2 separate regions of the Mus musculus genome follow, and region 1 is linked to region 2. Evidence: chromatin contacts called from public promoter capture Hi-C data. All regions are on one chromosome and are shown on one strand. The core of a region is the stretch at or near the end of the contact, and the rest is flanking DNA. Distances in the headings are between cores, read along the strand shown.

The links. Capture Hi-C pulls out chosen DNA fragments and counts their contacts.
Region 1: a promoter capture Hi-C map of liver shows a contact between it and region 2. The contact joins the promoter of Il6st here to the promoter of Ankrd55 in region 2. A contact is called at or near these places in 19 of 39 promoter capture datasets (the 3T3-L1 cell line, the C10 cell line, the HPC-7 cell line and 13 more), 12 of 484 Hi-C or Micro-C datasets (the AtT-20 cell line, CD4 T cells, CD8 T cells and 9 more), 34 of 115 datasets of contacts at active chromatin or transcription factors (the SCID.adh cell line, bone marrow-derived macrophages, craniofacial prominence and 20 more) and 4 of 9 other capture datasets (adipose tissue, liver, macrophages and 1 more).

Annotation. Positions count from the first base shown.
Region 1 is chr13:112,460,411-112,466,104 of GRCm38.p6, forward strand. Il6st (interleukin 6 signal transducer) reads left to right here and starts at 3,660. Exons shown (of 17, transcript NM_010560.3): 1 at 3,660-3,840.
Region 2 is chr13:112,286,189-112,292,108 of GRCm38.p6, forward strand. Ankrd55 (ankyrin repeat domain 55) reads left to right here and starts at 2,263. Exons shown (of 11, transcript NM_029898.3): 1 at 2,263-2,794. The coding sequence starts at 2,740.

The DNA.
Region 1 (5,694 bases), core at 2,410-4,909, 180 kb after region 2:
CATGAGTATTTGCTTACTTATATATCGTGTTATTCTTTTACTCCCTTGAGGAAAAAAAAATATATGTTTCTTTTCTAGACATATATCAGTGCAGGAACATAATTGACGGTAAATGTTTACTGAGGAAATAAACAGAACAGATTGAAATAATCAGCACCTCCCTAATTCCTGGAATTCATGTCCCCCAAAATAGCCCAATGCTTGATGTAATAATGTCAGTTTCCAGACGCAGATCTTAAGAAAAGTTTGATTGAATGTGAAATAATATTCCTTATGAACATTGTGTGCGTGTGTGTGTGTGCGTGTGTGTGTGTGTGTGTGTGTGTGTGTGTGTGTGCGCGCGCGCGCGCGCGCACGCGTGTGTGAGAAGGACCTTCCTTTTTGGGTGACAGAAGGGTACAGAGGAAATGGCTACATATCAACAGTAGTTGAATCCTACATGGGAAAGAAAAGTCAAGGATGCTCACAAGTGGTACTCCTGACCCTTCCCAAGAATAATGACATAGATTCCAACACTAAGAATAAGCACTAGGTACCGTCCAAGGGAAGAGAACATTGTTAGGAACTAGGCTGATAAGGCAAATACGGCCAAAGATCAAGGGAACTGAAGACCCTGGTGAGAGTATTGCTAAAATGGCTGATTATAAGTTTCTCATTGCTTAGGAAGATGAGAACAGGTAGGAAACAACTGATCAGCTCTGAGAACAAAGTCTCAACGTCACCTTGACTGCAGATTCCGTGGGAGTGAGCACAAAGGCTTACAGCTGTAGGTGGCTAAAGGTACTGAGAAGGAAACACAGCCCCAGGTTTAGGAGAGATGGCATCGTTTCTTTAGCTGACTGGGCTGGAGGCGTGGCTTTACCTGTGGACCGCTTGCATATACAATGAAGCTGATGATCTTTGGAAAGGGATGAGAAATGGTGAGCTCAGAGCAGTCAATGAATCATCAACTAGGAGGCTGCACTCATTAGATGACATTAGGGCGGGTGACCAACTACAAGACTGACACAGAGTTTCAGAAACATTCCAGGGCACAGACAAGGAATTATGCAGCTATCCCGGTCAGGGCCAGATTTAGGTAGACCAAAGCAGGTAAAGTTTGTCTTCCACATTTGTCACCTTCATCCTAGAGCATGTGTCATTAGTTTTGCTCACCTGTCCTACTCACAGAAGGAAGGTGGGGCATATGACACTCCTCTACCCAGTCTTCTCCCTATACGCTCTTCCACCAACTGGTACTTATTATCAACCATATTTAGAACCAACAAGATGTTACAACGGGAAACAAAACAAAACAAAACAAAAACCCATACATTGCAATGTTCAATGGGGATTTCTAGTGATTAACTCTTAACTAGAAAGGGGTTATTTCCGGACCAATATTCTATAGAGGGGTCTGGAAAATCAAGCAACTTCCACAGAGTGGGTGCGTCCTTCTTAGTGTCTTGCAGTTCTGAAAATTCTTCATCAAGCATTGATTTATCTTTTCTGTTTAGGATTGTTTGTCAAAGTTGTTGGTTTTCTTTTTCTTTTCATGTTTGTGTGTGCCTTTGTGAGTTTATGTGCACCATGTATGTGCAGGGGTCCCTGGAGATCAGAAGAGGATTGTTGGATTCCCTGGAACTGAACTTACATTGGCTGTGAGCCACCTGAGATGGGTGGTGGGAATTGAACCTGGGTCCTCCGCAAGAGCATCAGGCGTTTTAACTGCTGAGCCATCTCTCCAGTCCCTTTGCTCAGGATTTTAATCACTCTCACAAAGTGTGAGTTGCTGTGTGGCAAGGCTTGAGCTGAGCCAATACAGACAAAGTGATAAGTCATGTATGCGAGAGAGGCAGTATAGGCCTTCGGATTCCCCACCCATGGTCCAAGGCAGGTGAATCCATTATAAAACATTCACCTCCTTCTATCCACAACCACCTCAGATAAACAAACTTTTAAATAAATGCTGTAATGCAGAAAGGTCTACTGAGGTGCGATGGCAGAGGAGTCATTCGAGGACACCTGATATTTACTGAACAGTGCGTCAAACCCTCTCGCTGTTTTAAATAAGTTCATTCTTGCAACTTAGCAGGTCAGAACCGTCCTCCTCATTTTGCAGATGAAGAAACTCAAGACTTTTCCAAGGTCACAGCAATGGGAAGTAACAACCGTAGGATTTGCATTTAAATAGTCGTTCAGCAGACCTACTAAGCACCTTTGTAAGGTCTTCAATTGAACAAAGGCCCTTACAAGTCTTTTCCCTCCATTCGATCTTGTCACACCCTGAGCAAGAGACAAACACATCTTTAGCTTCAGCACATCAACCACTAGTGTGTTTGAGACTCTTTTAGCCAGGCCCTTGGCAGTGTTTTTTCAAACTAGCTGACCAACAGCTAAGGGGTCATAATTCAGAGCTGGGGGTATAGAGATGCAACAGAGGCAAGAAAAGGGGGAGGGAGGGGCAGAGAGCAAGACTGCAGTTTGATCCATTTGATCTCATCTGAATTGTCAATATAACAAAGAACTTTACAATGACTAATTAATGGGTATTTGTTTGCTCTGCAAATCATTATGTTAGCCTTTCTTCCAAAAGTCTCTAGCCTTCTCTCTTTTTTTTTTTTTTTGAGTCATTTCTTCACTTTTAAAAGTTTTTTATTGGGAATTGTATACAGTATATTTTTACCAGATTTTTTTTTTTTTTTTGCTGTTCCCTCAACTTCTCCCACACACCCCTCCATCCGTCCAGCTTCCTGTCATTTGTCTCCTTTAGAGCAAAACAAAAGGTAGATGTTGGGAATGAGAAAATCAATTTCCATCAGTGGAGTTACACTGATTATATATTATATCAATTGCACTCCAAGGGCGGGCTCCGTGCTCAGTAAAAGATAACCAATGCAAATTGGAGTGTTTCTTTACAGTTACACATCCCTTATCTTTTAAGTTTCTCAACTTGCTTGTATACACACTACACACATACACACATCACACACGTGCACTCACGCACATTGCAGCCTTAAGGTCGTTTTCCAATCAAGGGAAGGGTGGTGGATTACAATGAAATAGGTTTTTCCTTGGTATTTCTAATCACACATCAGGCGACTCAAACCGCAAAAAGATAACAGTTTCTTGGCAGGTCACCAGTTCACGGATCAATCAATGACACCCAAACTCATTTACTAACAACAACAAAAATTGCACAGTAGCAAGGTTCGTTTACTTAAGCCTGGGTCCGAAGCGGTCACTATGGGCGAGTACAGTCAGGGCCACTAAGTCCTGCCCTGTCCCCAGGGAGTTCCCTTGCCTCCAGAGTCCCAAGGGCCTCCTAGCAGTCGCCGGAGGCTCGCAGGCCCTCTGGGGAAGACAGCCCAGGGAGACAGCCGAGGTCCGGGGAGAGGGGTCGCGGGAGGCACCTGGGTTGCTGTCCGCGACCCATTACCCTAGAGAAAATGGAACTTTCCGTTCCGGCCACCCACCCAAGTGCGGCGGGGAAGCCTTCGATCTAGTCTAGGAAAGGCGACCAGGCTCAGCCTCCGGAATCCCGGACGCCGGGAGCCGCGTTACGGGAATCGCAGAGGCCTGCAGTCCCGCCCCTTCGTCTCCGGCGACCCGGAGCCAATGGCCGCGCGCTCCGAGACTGACCAGAGCCAATGAGCTCGCGGTCTCTGGCTCCGGGGGGCGGGGCCGTGGGGGGCGGAGCTAGGAGAGCCCGGGTCAGCGGCGGACGGAGGGTGGCGTGTGCGGTCGGGAGGCCAGAGCTTCGAGCCATCCGGGCTGCGGCTCCGCTGAGGGACCGGTGGTGTGGGCCGGGATCCGCGGGGCTGAGGGACGCTCAGGAGCGGCGAGGCTCGCGTCCGGAAGGTGAGAAGAACAGGGCCCCGGCGCGGGAGGGTGCGGGTTGCCTGGAGCGGCCGCCACCTGGCACCCGAGGCCCAGCGGGGCCGGGCTGGACCGGCGCCGAGCGCACGCCCGGAGCTGGTCGGGCTGGCCTGGGAATCCCCGCATTCCTTCCCTCCCCGCTCCGGGCTCCGACTTCCCTGATGTTGTCACCCGCCTTCTCCAGCCGCGTTCCTGACGCACAGTTCCGAAGCCCCCGCCCCAAAGTCCTCTCGGGATCGCGCGTCCTGGGTGACCGCGTCCTGCGTTCTTCCAGTTCCCGTGCCGTGCTCCCTGATCCTACTCTGGACATGGCCCTAGAAAGTGTGGTCTTCTGTGTCCCGTGAAATGCTACCGTTCCCTGCTCTTGATGTTTCTTAATCCAGAGCGAACTTTTCACCCAGACATCTTAACATTTAGGCGTTAATGAAAGTCCAGTGTTTATAAATATTAACTTTCCCTTCGGTCCGTACCCTTCCTAATAAATCCCGCGTGCCTTTACATCCCGAGAGCAAGCCCATCATCGGTCTTTAGATTTTCACCTCCTCCCCTAAGCGTAAACGTGTCCCCTTCTCCAGCTGGCAGGGGGCTCTCTTTTGGATGAACAACCAAAATTCAGAAACTCAAAGCAAACATAATATAAAGGGCTTGGTCCACTTCTGTTCTTGTCATTTTTCCATTAAGAAGAAACTCGTTTTGGCTTAATTTGTATAGTTATTGGACATTACAGCAGCTGTACTGCTTAAAAGTAGTCAGTGAGTGCTGGAATGTCAGCGCGAATCTTCTGAAAAATCTTTGGTCTGGTCAGTGTTGTAAACAAACTCTTTTAGACCGTGTGTGACTGACTGACTGCCAGCTTCCAGTTGGAACGACTCTTAATTTGAAATTACTGACACATTATCAGGGGATGATCGTCATCGTCTTAATTTTCCAAGTTTGTGTTTATATTTATCATTGGGAATTATTTTTGAGCTCTGATCTGGAATGCTACATTTGTAGGACTAATCTGCTAGTCGGTTAAATTCTGTTTTCCACAGGTTTCTGGGGGTGGGGTGTGTGTGTGTTCATTTGCTTCTACTCACAAGAGAAAGAGAGAGAAAAAATTACAGTGGGGGAAAGGTCAGCTAAGGATAAACTTTATAGTAGAAATTTGTATTGTTGGCATTAGTGATTTAGAATATTACAAATACTGTTACCCGCTCATTTAAAGCAACATTCTTATGTAACTGGGCATTTTGTTCTGTTTTATTTATGACTTTGTGTTTTCATTTTGAAATAGTTTTTCCTAAGAGAATGTGGCATTTCAGTTCAGTGCTAGAATGAATACTGATTATTATATACCTATGAAGTGGGTGTTACAATATCTACCTTCTAGAAAAGGGAACAGGCTCAAAAAACATGGCTCCAAAGCCTGTGCCTACAAACTGTTGTGTTGATGGATCTCTTATCGCATTCCTACAGTTTGGTCTGGGGAGTTGAGTGTTGTCCACAACCCTGCAGTGGGAGCAGGAAGGGGTTTTCCCTGGAAGTGATCTCAGGTGTCATTTTGCCACACATTTGCTTCACCTGGCCCTGGTACATTTGCAACTTGTCTGCTAAGGAAGCAGGAAGTTCTTAAAGCTTTCTCCTCATCTTTGATTGCAAACGTGGATTGATCACAGGTGAGGTTTCTGGTGAGATGATTTTAGTAAGCATTCAGCCTGCTCTGGAATTTATAAAAGATGCCTGAGATAGCACCTAGGTTTTTCAGTTTACAAAATCGGGTAAACAAACTGTGTGAAAAACTACTCGGATACGGGAGTAGTTTCAATGAAATAATGAGTGATACAGAAAGTACTG
Region 2 (5,920 bases), core at 1,013-3,512:
TCAGAATGAGTCCCTTACAAACTAACAGCCATACTTTGGTTTGGGTCATGATAAATGCTTTCACAGAAATCTACTAACTGGAGAGATAATATTTTGAGAGTCCTCTGTGTTAATTTCTTGAAGCTGCTGTAAGAAAATTATCACAAACTTGGTGGCTTCCAATAACCAACCAAAACTTACTATTTCACAGTCTGGAAATCCAAAGTTGAAAATCAAGGTGCTGCCAGAACCCAGCTCCCCCTCTAGGCTTTAGGAGACAATGGGTTCCTAAGTTCTTCCTGCTTTGGTGGCATAAGTGACAAATGACAGGAGGTTGTGTTGTTCCATGTTCTCCCCCACCCCCTTACCTCTGCATGTTCCTCTGAACAATAGAAACCACTGAGACACATTTCAAAGAGAGCTCCTTTATGTCGTTAGAGCTGAACAGACTCAGTTTGCCATCAAGGTCATGTTCATGGGTTCTGGGGCTTAAGGCGTGTATATCTTTTCAGGAGTCATTCTACAAACCACTGAGCCCACCCTGGTTCCATATAGCAGTGGGTTTGGAAACACTCCAGGCAACAGGCTAGAGTATCAGAAGGCTGACTTCAGCAGTTGTTCTTCTCCCAGTCCTGCTGTCCTACACCACCTAGCTCATCTGTCAACAATGTGTTGTATTTCTCCTCTGTATGCATGATGTGTGTGTTTGCTTGTGGGGTATATATATGTGTGGTATATATATATGTGTGGGTGACCATTTCAGCATACACATGTAGGGACCACAGTTGACATGAGTGTCTTTCTTGATTGCTCACCCTTTATATATTAAGGCACAGTCCCTCCATCAGATCCAGAGCTCACTGCTAGTCTAGCCATCCAGCTTGCTCCTGAAATCCTGTCTCCACCTCCCCAGCACTGAGATGACAGTCAAACTGCCACATCCTGGACTCTAAAAATGCTAAAGCAACAACTTGATCCACTGAGTTATCTCTCCAGCCTCTGCTTGTATTTTTAAATCAAATACTGCAGAGTATTTTGAAAGGAAGGAGCCCAAGTGGAAAAGAATAGCGATGAATAACATTGTTGGGTAAATAATAGTACTGCTGAGTCATAATAACAGTCCTGCTGAGTCATACTAACAGTCCTGCTGAGTCATAGTAACAGTACTGCTGAGTCATGGTTCTGTGAGGTGAATAACAGTGCTTGTGAGTGAGTGATATTACTAGTGAGTGGTAGCATTGTCATAGAGATGTGAGGCCCTTTTTTATGAAAAATAAATGACAGGCAAGTAGAAAATATGTGTCAAAAGATAAAAGAGAACTGCCTACAAAAGAACACAGAACATAGACTAGACCATTCTATATCAAAACAAATGTAAAGACTAAGAGTGTAGTTCAGTAGTTGACCACTTATCTAGTATATAATGTTTGGGTTTAATCTCTGTACTACAAAAAAAAAGTATTAATATAGCCATACGCAGAGGAAAAAAAGAAAACATTTCCAGCACTATGTCTAAAATCAAATATCTGTTAGTTAAAAAGAAAAGGGAGTTGCCATGATCAGTGACATACAAAAAGCCAGGTGCTATCACTCACCACCCAGGCTCTTGGAGGACAGATAGGAGAATCCTGGCTTCCTGCCAGCCAACCTAGGCACCCGGACAAGGCCTGGGTGTCAGGGAGAGACTCTCTCTGGAAAAAACAAGGAAGGTGATCCTGAAAAGAGATTCCTGATGGACCTGTGACATATACACGCTCAGGTGTGCACACATATAGATATAAAGCCAAAACCACAAAGGAAATGTCTTCATTTTGTAAAAACACAAACGAACTAGACAGATGTCTTCCCCTAGCAATAGACAGTACCACCGTATGCAAATAAGAGCAAGATTTCCCCCTCAGGTTTTTAACCCTAGAGGATGAATTTATTTGACTGCTTCTCGAAGCAGTATGGCTGGTGACTTGTCAGGCTTCATGCAGAATGCAGTAAGGCACAGCCTTGTGACTGCAGGCTGTTTGATTTAGTCTGCACAGATATTTGAACCTTGACCTTCAACCTTTCACTGCCCACCCTCAAAGTCTCTCTGACAGGAGGAGGTCACTGCAGGGAGCCTGAACCTCCCCCCATCCCCCCACCCCCAGCAGCAGTGCATAACTACTCAGCAGGGCACGTGGACTGCAGCCTCCTGCTACAATATTTACATCCTATTCCACTGAGATGGCCCGTCTCTGCTCACATGACCCAAATGCAGTTCTCACTCCACCAAGAACAAACAGCCAGCACGCAGTCTGCGCTGGCGGCTTTGCACATGCTCCGTCTGGCCCTGTGAATCTCACTCACTCATTGAGGTTTCTATTGGTTTAAAGCGACCTTCCAGTCGCCTCAGCCGAAGCTCTGAGATCTGCAGCATTTTCCTGGCCCAGATCCAAGGCAGGCACCCCCGTGAAGGCTGTCTTATTTTAGGGTTTGGGATGTTTTGTCTGTCTGCTTGGGGGAAGGGTATATAATACTCACACGTCAGTGTTGATGGTGAATGGGATTCTGAGAGTAACACTTCCTCCCCTGCAGAAAGAGTGTTTTTTATGTCTTTGCAAAGGTAGCCTTGAAGGCGCCCGGCAGATCTAACACACACTTAATTCTACAACGGGAGCTGACGCCAACGATGCTGAAGCTGACTGACGTTGGCTGCAGTGTGTGAAATGGTGTTTTCTCCTCTCCAGAGCCCTGACTGGGTTTTTTTTGCCGTTCTGATGGTAAACGATGAGACAGGCTACCATGGATTTCAGCACCTCTTCTGTGTTTGATCAGCACAAAGGTAACACGATGTTTTACCACTCCAATGGCGAAGAGATTTCCAGTTTGTAAGGAGAAGAGGAAAGGTGTGTGTGTGTGAGTGTGTGTGTGTGTGTGTGTGTGTGTGTGTGTGTGTGTGTGTGTGTGTGTGTGTGAAAACAAACCTGGTAAGGACTTGATAAGCTTTTAGGAAAAGAAAAGAAAAAAAAAGCTTACGGGCTTTCTGTCTTGCGGATGTATTCCTAGTCCTACTCTTTGGTTTGAGACATATCAGCTACTTTAGATAGTATCATCTTTATGTCATGTCATAAAGTATGTTAGAGAAAGCAATATCAGAATGCATACCGGGCCTCTTTCAGCCCGTAAATCTCATATTTCGTCACTTCAGCCATCACGAGGCACTGTGGATTCCCCTCCAAGAGAGACCTGACCCACAGACGGGTCCTGCTGATGCCACACCTCGTTCAAGACCGTGCAGTGACTTAATACTGTATTATTTAATTGCAATGGCAGAGTGGGTTTTTTCCCCCTACCCTTCATTTGCATACAGAAAGTCATCCTTCCACGGGCCAAGTAGGCTGTGAGATTCATTGCCATCATCAGACTCACAGCCTGTCAGTCTGTGTGAGTGTGGCTTTGCATGTGCTGTGTGCCTCCACACATGTATTTGTCATCTGTGTAATTAGACCATTTTTTCTATGTACGATGGAGGGGAATTCCCACACTTTAAATACAGCAGACCTTCCCAGAGCCTTTTAATGAAACGTACGGCATCTAACCCACTCGCCGCACTAGGATTCTGCAGCTTCTCAGAGCTTGGTTAGTTTCTTTCTTTCAGCTACACTATGAAATGGTGGCTTGCGGAAGCCTCATTAGCAATAGCCATTTCTTCTTTCTTTTTCCCAATTATCGATGCTTCAAGGCAAGGTCACCTCCTCTAGATCTGGCTTCGTGGCATGGGTAAATGATGTTTGCTCAATGGATTTCTCAAATAATAACATAGATTTAGATTCCTGAGGCAGATAGAGTCTTCTCCAATTCTTGCTCAGAGAGGGGGTAAAGAGGGAGAGAGAGAGAGAGAGAGAGAGAGAGAGAGAGAGAGAGAGAGAGAGAGAGAGATCGATCTTGAGAACATCTTGATTCACACTGAGTCTGTAGACAGGCACCACAGGAAGGGGGCTTACTGTAGTTCCCCCACCACCACCTCCTCTCCTCCCTGTACGTTTTGTTCCACTGATGGCAATCAGCAGAAGTGAGAGCTCTGCTTAGAATCAAGCTGCTTGTGCTGGTTAGAGAAGAGTGTTGCCAAGCCGCAGAATCACAGAGAAACACGGTGGTCATTTGGGAGACTAATCTGAGGGAGCAGGGACTGACTGCAGAAGAACAAGTCCTTCAAAACAAATGTATCTGTGCCAGCCTGGCTCTTTCTATCTGGAGTGAGCTTGGGAAATAACTAAAGTGCTGGTTTAGAATATTTTCTTGCAGCATCTTTTGTGGGAGCAATTCAGGGCAATTCTTCTACCTGATTCTTCCCATAATATTAACTCTAACTCTCTCTCTCTCTCTCTCTCTCTCTCTCTCTCTCTCTCTCTCTCTCTCTCCATCTCTCCATCTCTCACTCCTTTCTCTCTGATGGCAGCAGAGGTTTACACATTCATAGCTCTGAAAAGCAAATCAGTTCAGCTTTTCAGGCTCCACATTTTATCTGACCTCTCTGGACCTTCGCTTCCTTTGCAGTAAAATGATGGAAAAGCTGTTCACTGCAAAGATACATAATGGCATTTAAGCAGTTGCCCCCTTGTTGAGGCCCGGTGTTCCAAATCATGGCTGTGGCTGTTGCTGGTGATTTTAGTACCACTTGATCATCCCCTTGACCTCTAACTTAAATGTAACCGTCTCACTGAGGAGGTTCAGTTGCTGTTGGGTGGACTAGATTGCATACCTTCTTCAGTCAAAACCCCAAGGGGGCCTCTCAGAGTAAGTTCTGAGAGATAGTTGACAGAAATGATACCCACATAGTTCTATCACCACTCCCCAAGCCTTCCCCCACTGTAAAAGCACGGGAAAGCCTCATAACTTTTAAGGCATGAGTAGACTTCAATGTTATCTCATTTAGCAAACTATGGTTAAATGACTAAAAAGGTTGAGAAATTGAGCATGATTGCTTCCCAGCCTTTGACCTAAGATGAAGTGAGAGTGGCTGTTCTTACCAGTTTATTATCTGATATGACAGGGAGGTAAAATGAGAGCTTGCTTCAGCCACTCGGTGCATCGGCCTGGTATTACGGTATCTCCAGGAATGGTACAGTCCAGGGGATCGAGAGGGGGAGAGAGAGACAGAGAGAGAGAGAGAGGGAGAGAGAGAGAGGGAGAGAGAGAGAGAGAGAGAGAGAGAGAGAGAGAGAGAGAGAGAGAGAGAGATGGGCTGAGTGTGGAACTTGAGGGAAGGGATCTACTATGAATTGAAGCCAACAGCACCAGATTCGCATGTATATGTCGACAAGACATATCTTCTGGAAGCAGCTTAAATATATTTTGTAAACTTTCTCTAGGAATAAATAGACAAATGTCTACCTCCTCCTAATAGTCTACCAAGACTGGGAGAACCAATGACCTTATTGGGCTTGTTTACTGAATAGAGATGAGAAATTACTCACGAGATCATGAGTGACCCCCAAGCTGCCATACTACCCCAAAATCTCACCCCAATAGAGATAACTTTTCTAACACTGTGTAGATGGAGTCCCCCTCTCGGTGAAACATCCACAGTCTGTGTGTCCTAGAACCCCCCCCCCCAAGGCCCCAAGGTCACATGCAGTTAAGGAAGAATTGCATACAAATGTCTGGGAGGTGTGGGAGGGAGTAGACAGGATCTGAAGAGAGACTCCAGTGATCCTCTTCACGCCTTCTTTAAGAGGCAAATGAATGAATGTCCACTGTCAACAGGCTCCATTTTGAGGGTCTCCTGCAAGTAACCACAGCTGCTCTGATGGAAATGGCAGCTGTGGTGCTCAGAGGATATCGTTCTACAGCAGATACTACACAGTCCACTGGGTCCTGAACTTAGATGCAAAAGATATAAGCTGGGGGTGGGAAGTTAGGGGGCATTGAAAATAGTGAACTTGGCTTTTACCTGTGGGGTATCCAA